Regions from separate parts of the Mus musculus genome. Here region 2 is linked to region 1. Evidence: chromatin contacts called from public Hi-C data. All regions are on one chromosome and are shown on one strand. The core of a region is the stretch at or near the end of the contact, and the rest is flanking DNA. Distances in the headings are between cores, read along the strand shown.

What was found. Hi-C and Micro-C count contacts between places; a contact is called where the count stands out from the background.
Region 2: a Hi-C map of cortical neurons shows a contact between it and region 1, with 2.2 times the contacts expected there. The contact joins the promoter of Gpr88 here to the enhancer-like site in region 1. A contact is called at or near these places in 2 of 39 promoter capture datasets (embryonic stem cells and macrophages), 1 of 15 datasets of contacts at CTCF or cohesin (the NIH/3T3 cell line), 5 of 484 Hi-C or Micro-C datasets (bone marrow-derived macrophages, cerebral cortex, cortical neurons and 1 more), 9 of 115 datasets of contacts at active chromatin or transcription factors (craniofacial prominence, embryonic basal ganglia, embryonic forebrain and 6 more) and 4 of 9 other capture datasets (adipose tissue, embryonic stem cells, liver and 1 more).

Annotation. Positions count from the first base shown.
Region 1 is chr3:116,075,952-116,080,117 of GRCm38.p6, forward strand. No RefSeq gene overlaps it. Among named protein-coding and RNA genes, the nearest start is that of Gm26344, 12 kb to the left of the region's middle. Within about 2 kb of position 2,745, at least 6 of the 459 cell types and tissues checked have an H3K27ac peak or open chromatin away from gene starts, as enhancers often do. A contact at or near this core is called in cortical neurons and embryonic fibroblasts, where this site is marked.
Region 2 is chr3:116,251,130-116,255,763 of GRCm38.p6, forward strand. It overlaps Gpr88 (G-protein coupled receptor 88), which reads right to left and starts at 2,355. Exons shown (of 2, transcript NM_022427.2): 1 at 1,985-2,355; 2 at 1-1,603. The coding sequence starts at 1,531. The coding sequence ends at 377.

The sequences.
Region 1 (4,166 bases), core at 1,495-3,994:
CTTTCAGGACATTGAACATTTGGCAGTAGACTGAGCTGGATATTGTTGAACTCACTGAGCCGTGAAGTTGAGTGTACACACTAACACTCCATCATCAAATGGAAGTGGTATACATGTGATCAGGCCTGAGATGGCCCTTCATAAAGATACAAATAAGTAACATCAAGAAGTTTTCCAATTGCCTATTGTTTCTACTTGTAATAAAATGCCTTCTGCTGTTGAACAGAGAAAGGCAGTCTGTGTTCTGGTCAAGTGAGACTTGCTCTGGAGACCCAGTAGAAAATTCTACAAGGAATGGAACCATAAGCTACACCCCCAGACACAGGGGCCTAACACCAGGAGCCCTCAATTCTGTGGCTATCAGTCACGTAGGCAATGCCCCAAGCTGGTATTCTGGCTAGACTCCAACCCCACAGTTACCTGCCTACAGCAAGGTAGCCCAGCCCTGTATAAAAGGAACTGCTTTGCCATGCTGCTCTACAACCGTCCCTCCTGACAATGCCTGGAGCTACCACTAGAGTTCCACAGACCATCCACCTCCGTGGCTGGCTCTGCCAACTGCCAATGACCGTCATGTGGCTGCACCAAGTGGTTGCAAGTGGAAAACACCAACCAGACCATCTTCATATTTAAAATCAACCAGATGACTCAACTGCTGGGTATGGAATCTATTACCTCCTCTCTCTTTCATGGCTAAAAAGGGTCTCTTTCTCTATTGTGTAATTCTCTTCATTCCTCGGACCAGAAAACCCGGCTAAATATCTTTGCCCAATGATTAGCTTCTGCTGTCTTTATTTAGCCAACCAAACAAATAGGGAAACTTCCCCTACAACTTTGTGTGAAAGACATTTGGGAAAGAAATATATGGCTAATTTTCTCCAATTGGATAAAGGTTGATAATTGAAACTACTTGTATTCCCTGTGATTGCTCAGGAAAGAGTGATCTCAGAAGATGAGGATTTAAATAATCTAGTAAGGAATATGACTCACTCTGTGAATGAAAATCAACCTCTCTCTTTTGAAATCCCTGGTCCATGAACAAAGTGACCATGGTAGCAGGGCTGGAAGTTTACGTTTTCCTTAGGTACATACCATAGTCTAACACAGGATTTATATCCAGCTCTAATTTCAGAGTCTACAATGGTTCATCAGCGTGGTATGTGTTGTGGGGGGAAGTGGGGATTGTGTTCATCAGTAACTTAGTTTCTACCAGGGAGATGGCTAAGCAACACAGACACTTCCTCAGATGAAACTGAGATGATTTATGGGTAAATTAAGTAAACGGGTCCAGTAACCATGCTCATTGTTGTTTTTATTGTGTAGCAGTAATTTAAAAAGAGCTATTCCTCTGAGTCCTTATGGTCATGTTCTAACCATTAGCATCTCCTCAGAGTGTGAATAGCCATTGACAGCATTTATTAAACGATTACCACATATTCATCTCAATCGAGCAGGTAACTTCTTCCCCCTTCCTGCACACTAGGTCTCCGCTGCTTTTGCTTTACCCAGGACCATTTTTCAAGGCAACATCTTTGAGTTGCTCTCCACCATTTATTACGCTTAGATTGGATGCTGTAGATATATCTATGTGAGAGCATTTTCTGATAGCAAGGGCATCGCTTCATGTTTGCCTGCAAGTGTTGTTTCTCCTGACTTAATTGGAGCCATAAAGTCTAAGCAGGCAACTGCTGCTTACTCTGAAATGTTATTTATAACATAGACTTGAGAGACTCTAGGCTGTAAAAGAAGAAGGGTATGTCACGACCACGGACAAAACATTTTACTTGTATTTGTGTTCAGCTTCTTTCATTGAGTTCTCTGTCCTGGGCTCGACAGATAACTCTTTCCATAAGCACATTGCTTTACAGCAACCAGTACCAATTATTTTCAAGGTTAATGACTTTTCTGCTCTTGCCACCAGCTCCATGCTACTGGTTTCTCCCCCACTCAATTTTTCTTCCATCATAGTCTGAGTTTGTATGTTCAACCATAAATCCGAGCGTGTGCTTTATCTTTATAAATCCTTCTTGGCTTCCTGTTCCCTTCAGGGAAAGGAACCCAGTGTTGTCACCTGGCTTATAAAACATCTAACCCAGACCTAGGTTTCTCCTCAAGCTATCTTCCCTGATAGTCTTATCTAGAACTGTTTCCTTCCCCGGTCATAGGCGAATTCCAAACTGTCTTTTTTCTTTCCAGTTTATCTCATGACTTTTAAGTCTTGTGTAGATAATTTTTAAGATGCATTTTTAATTTTATGTCTATGTGTGTCTAGCCTGCATGTATATAAGTGTACCATGTGTATGTTTGGTGCCCTCAGTGCCCCAAAGGTGATAGATCCTCTGGAACTGATATTATAGATGGTTGTTTGCCACCACATCAGTTTCTGGGAACTGAACCTGGGTCCTCTGCAAGAATGGTAAGTGTTCTTAACCACAGAACCATCTCTCCAGACATCTGTGTGGCTATATTTGATTGACATGCAAAAGGATTTGTGTGTTTAATGTGTCATGTTGATGAGCTTGTAGATAAGTGTATATTCATGAAATATAAGCACACTCAGTTTGATAAACATGCCTGACTCTTCCAATTCCTTTGATTTTTTTTTCAGCTAGAAAATATCTTCAAACAGTCTCCGTTCAGCCCTTACATAAGCCATTCCTTGAAGCTGCCGGCCAAGTCCATCTGTTTAGGGGACTAGCAGAGAATTTTGTTCCGTTTATAAGATGAATTTCATTGTGCAGTAGCTTCTCTGTTCATATGTCACTTTCCTACTAAGTCAAGAGCGCCACCTAGAATATCTTACACATCTTTGCATTCTCTGTGACTTGCATAGTTTGCCATGTAGCAAGTGCTTAAAAATGGCTGCTGAATGAAGGGAGAAAATCTCCCACCTGGTTAACAAGTATACATATTACTATTCTCAGGTGATAGCTCAATAATAAGACATAGATGTCATGGTCCCGGCACAAAAATTCTGATAACTAAAGCCTCAAAAGTGTCTAACTGAGCTAAACGGGCATCTCTCCAGCAGGATTTTGACACAAATAGGTGAACAGCACTGCTCTTCTGGGCCTGCTGTCATCTCCCGTTCAGCTCCAGAACAATTGTGAAATGAGCTTTTGGCTGACACTGATGACTTAGGAATTCAAGCTCTGTGAAATGCCACCTCTGTTTCTCTTCCCATCCCCCCACAGAAGGCCCAGGAAAAGCATTAGCTCTCCCGAGTTAGAGCAAATCCCTGCAGAAGGCAGAGTTCTCGTGCCCACATGGGATCGATAAGCTTTGGAACTGTAGGTGAGCATTCTCCTTCCTCTGTCCATAACTATTCACCACCCGCTATCCTTTGCAGAATCGTTAATAAACAACAGTAAAGAAACACACACACACAAAGACACACATACATGCACACGCACCATCTATAGTCTTTGGACAAATTCTGAAAAGCTTTTGCTTCCACTTGTTAGCTTTCTCCCATCCCAAAAGGCTCACTTTAAAATCTCCCTGGTCTGGGAGGATTTCTGGACTGCTCAACATGAAACTCAAGAAGAACGAAGACCAAAGTGTGGACACTTTGCCCCTCCTTAGAATTGGGAACAAAACACCCATGGAAGGAGTTACAGAGACAAAGTTTGGAGCTGAGACGAAAGGATGGACCATGTAGAGACTGCCATATCCAGGGATCCACCCCATAATCAGCTTCCAAACGCTGACACCATTGCATACACTAGCAAGATTTTGCTGAAAGGACCCAGATATAGCTGTCTCTTGTGAGACTATGCCCGGGCCGAGAAAACACAGAAGTGGATGCTCACAGTCAGCTATTGGATGGGTCACACAGCCCCCAATGGAGAGCTAGAGAAAGTACCCAAGGAGCTAAAGGGAACTGCAACCCTATAGGTGGAACAACAATATGAACTAACCAGTACCCCGGAGCTCTTGTCTCTAGCTGCATATGTATCAAAAGATGCCCTAGTCAGCCATCACTGGAAAAAGAGGCCCTTTGGACTTGCAAACTTTATATATGCCCCAGTACAGGGGAATGCCAGGGCCAAAAAGGGGGAGTGGGTGAGTAGGGGATTGGGGGGGTGGGTATGGGGGACTTTTGGGATAGCATTGGAAATGTAAATGGGGAAAATACCTAATTAAAAAAAAAGGAAAAAAAATAA
Region 2 (4,634 bases), core at 1,105-3,604, 170 kb after region 1:
CACACACACACTCAAGGCGCTTCGTATATAAGACGGTGGAGGTTGGAAGGGTTGTACGTTATGATATGAAAGCTCTTTTTCAAAAGCAAACTTGAAATAAATTAACTGGTTCTCTAAAAATGCCAGTTTACAAGTCCTTGCAGTCTGAGTGTCTGGATGGACCCACGGGTGTCTTTAAAACACAGAAACAAAAGGGTAAACGTCAATGGCCGCACACAATTGGGACTCCCTTTAGGGGAAGACCTTGGTTCTGGTATTGCACTGGGGAGGAAGGCAAAATGTTCTCCACTGGGATCTTCCCTGGGGCTGGGGATAGCTTACAAAAGAAGGAGGCAGTGCGGCAGGTGGCTTAGGAAGCCTCTCCAAGCAAGGTGTGTTACCAGTGCTGGCCAGCCGCCCGGGTACCCAGTTGCGCCTGGGACATGGCTGGCACCGCGGTGGCGGCCGCGGCGGCCGCAGCCGCGTCCCCGACGCCCGGCAGGACAGATCGCACGGATCTGCGGAACTCCTCGTTCCTCCACGTGTAGAGCAGCGGGTTGAGCGCCGACAGGGCGCAGCACAGGAGCCAGCTGGCCGCCTGCACGCCCCAGGGCACCGGGAGGGAGAAGCCACTGGCCAGGCTCACCCACACCAGCGGCTGCGTGGCCAGCAGGAAGACGCAGCAGAGCAGCAGCACCGACAAGCCGCTGAGACGCCGCTGCGCCCGGCGAGGCTGCAGAGCGGCCGGCAGGGGTTGAGGCTGCGCGGGATGCGCGGCGCCTCCCGGACCCGGCGCGTGCGGGGCGGCGGGGAAGGCGGCGGCGGCGGCGGCGCAGCCGGGTAGCTGGTGCAGCAGGTGGAAGTTGAGCACGCTGACCCGCTTGACGCTGACGCGCACGCGGCGCACGATGCCCAGGTAGCAGTGCAACAGCAGCGCCGTCTGCGCAAGCAGCGCTCCCGCCGCCAGGAGCGCGGGGTAGTGGACTTGCGGTGGCTCGGCTCCGGGCTTAGGAGCCCAGGGCGGGAGCAGCAGCACCAGACCCAAGGCGAGCGCCCAGGACAGTGCCAGCATGCCCACCGTGTGGCGCCGTTGGTAGAGCACCTGGTAGGTGGCAGGCGCCCTGGTGATGAGCAGGTAGCGGTTCAGCGCCACGAGGCAATGGGACAGAAGGGACACAGTGAGCCCGAGGCCCAACAACCCGCCCCGGAGCAGGCGGTAGCTGCCTCCGCCACCGTCCCAGTCCCCCGGGGGCTCCGCGGAGCCCGAGGGCAGGAGCCCCAGCACCGCCTCCTGTGGCATCCAGAGGGCGCAGACGCTGAGATCCGCGGCGCAGCCATTCACGATGAAGGCGTTGCTGGTGGTCTGCAGCTTTCGGAAGGACGACACGAGATAGATGACCATACCGTTGGCCAGCGTGCCCCCGATGGCCAGGCCCGAGTACAGGAGAGACACCGGGATCCGCCGGCCCGCCCACGATTCTTCTTCCTCGCAGAGCAGCAGCAGCGATCCCCCGGTAGTGGTGGAGGTCGAAGTGGAGGAGGAGTTGGTCATTCTGGCCAACTCTTCACACCTCGCGCCCTAGCGTTGGCTTCGTGTAGCGTGGCCCATCCTGGCACTTGCCTGCTGGGAGGGCAAAAACATTTCTTCAGCCCGCTGTCACCGACACAAAAGGCTGAAGCCGAATAATGGGCTGGAGGAGGGGGAGAAGGGAGGGAGGTGAAAAAGAACAGGAGAACGGGGGTGGCAGATGACAGGTGCCTGCCTCAGAAATGTCTCCGATGACAGAGAAGGTCCGCTTTACACTCAGCAAGCAGCAGGGAAGCCCTAAGGTCATATCCACACCTAGGACAGTTTCCCCAAACACACACACACACACACACACACACACACACACACACACACACACGAGTTGGGAATGTGTGTTGCCAGCCGGAGCTCTCTTTACCGAGAGAAAGTAGATATCTCCTAGCTGGGAAAAACGCCAAAGAGAGGGAGTAGAGGTACCTTGATTTGGGGCCAGTCCTTAGCTGGTGATAGCAGAGGGAGAGATGCCAGGAAATACCTCCTCGGCAGCAGCATCTGTGGTCCAGAAGTCAACAGGAGAAACTGAGCTGGGACCCGTGCCAGGAGCAAGCGCCTTGCTTCTCCCGTGCAGCATCCCCACACATGGTCCCAGGCAGGAGCCAACAGCTGTGGGGAGTCTCCTCAGCTGGCAGTAGAATTGGAGAAAGTCAAGCGGTAGGCTGCAAGCCCAGAAGGGTGGGCAGGCAGGCAGCAGCAGCGAAGATGCCTGGCTACAAGAGCAGAAGAAACTGAGCTGGAGAGGAGCGCACCCTGTGCTCCAAGCAAGAGCGCTGGCTGATGTGGCAAACCCACTTGGAGCCTCTCCTGCTCAGTTATCCATCACCCAGGGAGAAGACAGCCTTTCCCTGCTTCATGAATTATTCAGTAACTGCTAACTTGTAAAAGAGAAAAATACCTTTTTCAGAGAATCCTGTGGTTAACAAATCTCTCTCTCTCTCTCTCTCTCTCTCTCTCTCTCTCTCTCTCTCTCCATTCTGTCTCATTTTTCACTCTGCCTGATTTTTTTTTCTTTCCTTCCTTTTTTTCCTCTCCTTTAAATGTTAGAGTAAAATTTCATCTCCATCTGAATCATCCTGGAGGTAAGACTTCTTTTCTCAGAGATAAATATACCCCAGTACAATTTCAGAGAAAATTACCTTACATTTGAATTGAAATTCAGCCACATACACACACACACACACACACACACACACACACACACCCTTGGCAAAGTGGGACATGAGTAATTAGCTACAGAAAATATGCGAGCCTTAGCTCAAATCATAATTTCAATTCCTTTTCCCATCGCTAGACACCTCTCCTCTTGGCTTGTGTTTCGGCGGGATGAGAGAAGTGTGAGTACCATAGTCAGGCGATCTAAAGATGGAGTCCATCGTCCAGCTAGACAATGGAACACCAGTTAGCAATGAAGAGGAATCATCTGTCAAGACATAAAACACCTAAGGAAACCGGAAATGCTTGTTATTAAGCAAAAGAAGCATCTGAAAAGGCTGCGCACTGCCCAAGCCCAACTGTATTCCATACTGGGAAACGTAAAACTGCAGGGACCACCAGCTGTCGGGAGGGGGGGGGGGGGGGCTAGGGACCGGGAGGTGGAATACAGGGCAGGGAAACTACTCTGGATGGTACTCTGATGGTGGAAAACATCACTGTACGTTTGTCCAAACCTACTAGATAAACACCCAGAGAACCTGTGTGTAAATTATGGGGTCAATGTAAACGTGTCAGGATGCTTCATCGATTGTGACAAATGAGCCAATGTAATGGAAGATATGACAACTGGGAAGTTGTGTGTGTGCTGAGTAGGAACTGTGTGGTGATCCCTCTCCTCCTCCTCCTCCTTCTTCCTCTCTCTCTCTCTCTCTCTCTCTCTCTCTCTCTCTCTCTCTCTCTCTTTCTCTCTGAACCTGCACGGCTTTTGCTAGGCTGGCTGGCCACTGATCTCCAAGAATCTTCTGTTCCTGCTCTCCCAGAGCTGGGATTACTGATATGTGCCACCATGCCTGGCTTTTTATGTGCGCACTTTGGATCTGAACTCAGGACTGATACTTGTTTGTCAGGCACTTTACTGCACCCTGTCCCCAGAACACACTCAGCAACTTTTATTCAGGCCTGCTGTGATTATTAAACTAAAGTTTAAAGCCTATTTTTGAATAGTGGGTGTTGGGGAAAAGCAATTTCCCTGAAGACTCCATAGGATGAATGAGAAGGACCTCTGAGCTTTTCATGATATGGGATGTCATGGAGACTCACACTCAGGACTCAAATCTGCTTTGGTACAAGTGTTGGTTTCCCTGTGCACTTGGGAACTTCTCCCCGAAAGGTACACCCAACACCCCAACAACAACAACCAAAGGTTGTTTACTTACAAATTTAACATAAAAGAGAAGACTGGTGTGTGGAGTTCCAGGTGTCCTGAATTCTAAGAAAGGCATCCTTCAGTTAGCCTTGGCAGATTATTCCTGCCTTGCTAGCAAGAAGCGTCCACTCAGTGATGTCAAAGGCCCTTTCCTTCTGGACTTTTTCTAAATCCCTGTTCACACATTTAACCTGTCTCCTCTCTGGCACTGCTTGGTACAGACCTCCTTCGTTCACATGGAGTGAGGTCCCTGGCCATGAGTCATGAACCTCTCCCAGTCCAACCTTGAGGATTTATTTCAGAAGGGAAAGAGGAATATACCTCCCCTTACTATTCCTTTTCAAATCTGATTTTTTAAAAAATAAATAAATAAAACCAGTCATGTTGATGACTGTGAAGAACTCTGGTGATGCCAGCAAGCAGGCTCTGATGGATTTAACTAGATCAGGCTGGATTTCAGTAGAAAGAGGAAGAACTGAAAGAGAAGCCGTAGTTTGGTCTTTCTGGGGCAAAGGTTCGAATGTCCAGCCTATTGGTAGCCTGGAACGGTTGTCCCATCCTCTCCTACAGTCTTCTGCATTAAAGGCTTGAACACCTCAAACACAGCAGGGTTGCAAGAACCTCCTCCCGGATCAGCTGTAGCGCAAGCATGTCACCACACTTAAAGTTGCATTACCTCCGTCGTAACGGGATTCTGTGTTCAAATTCCAG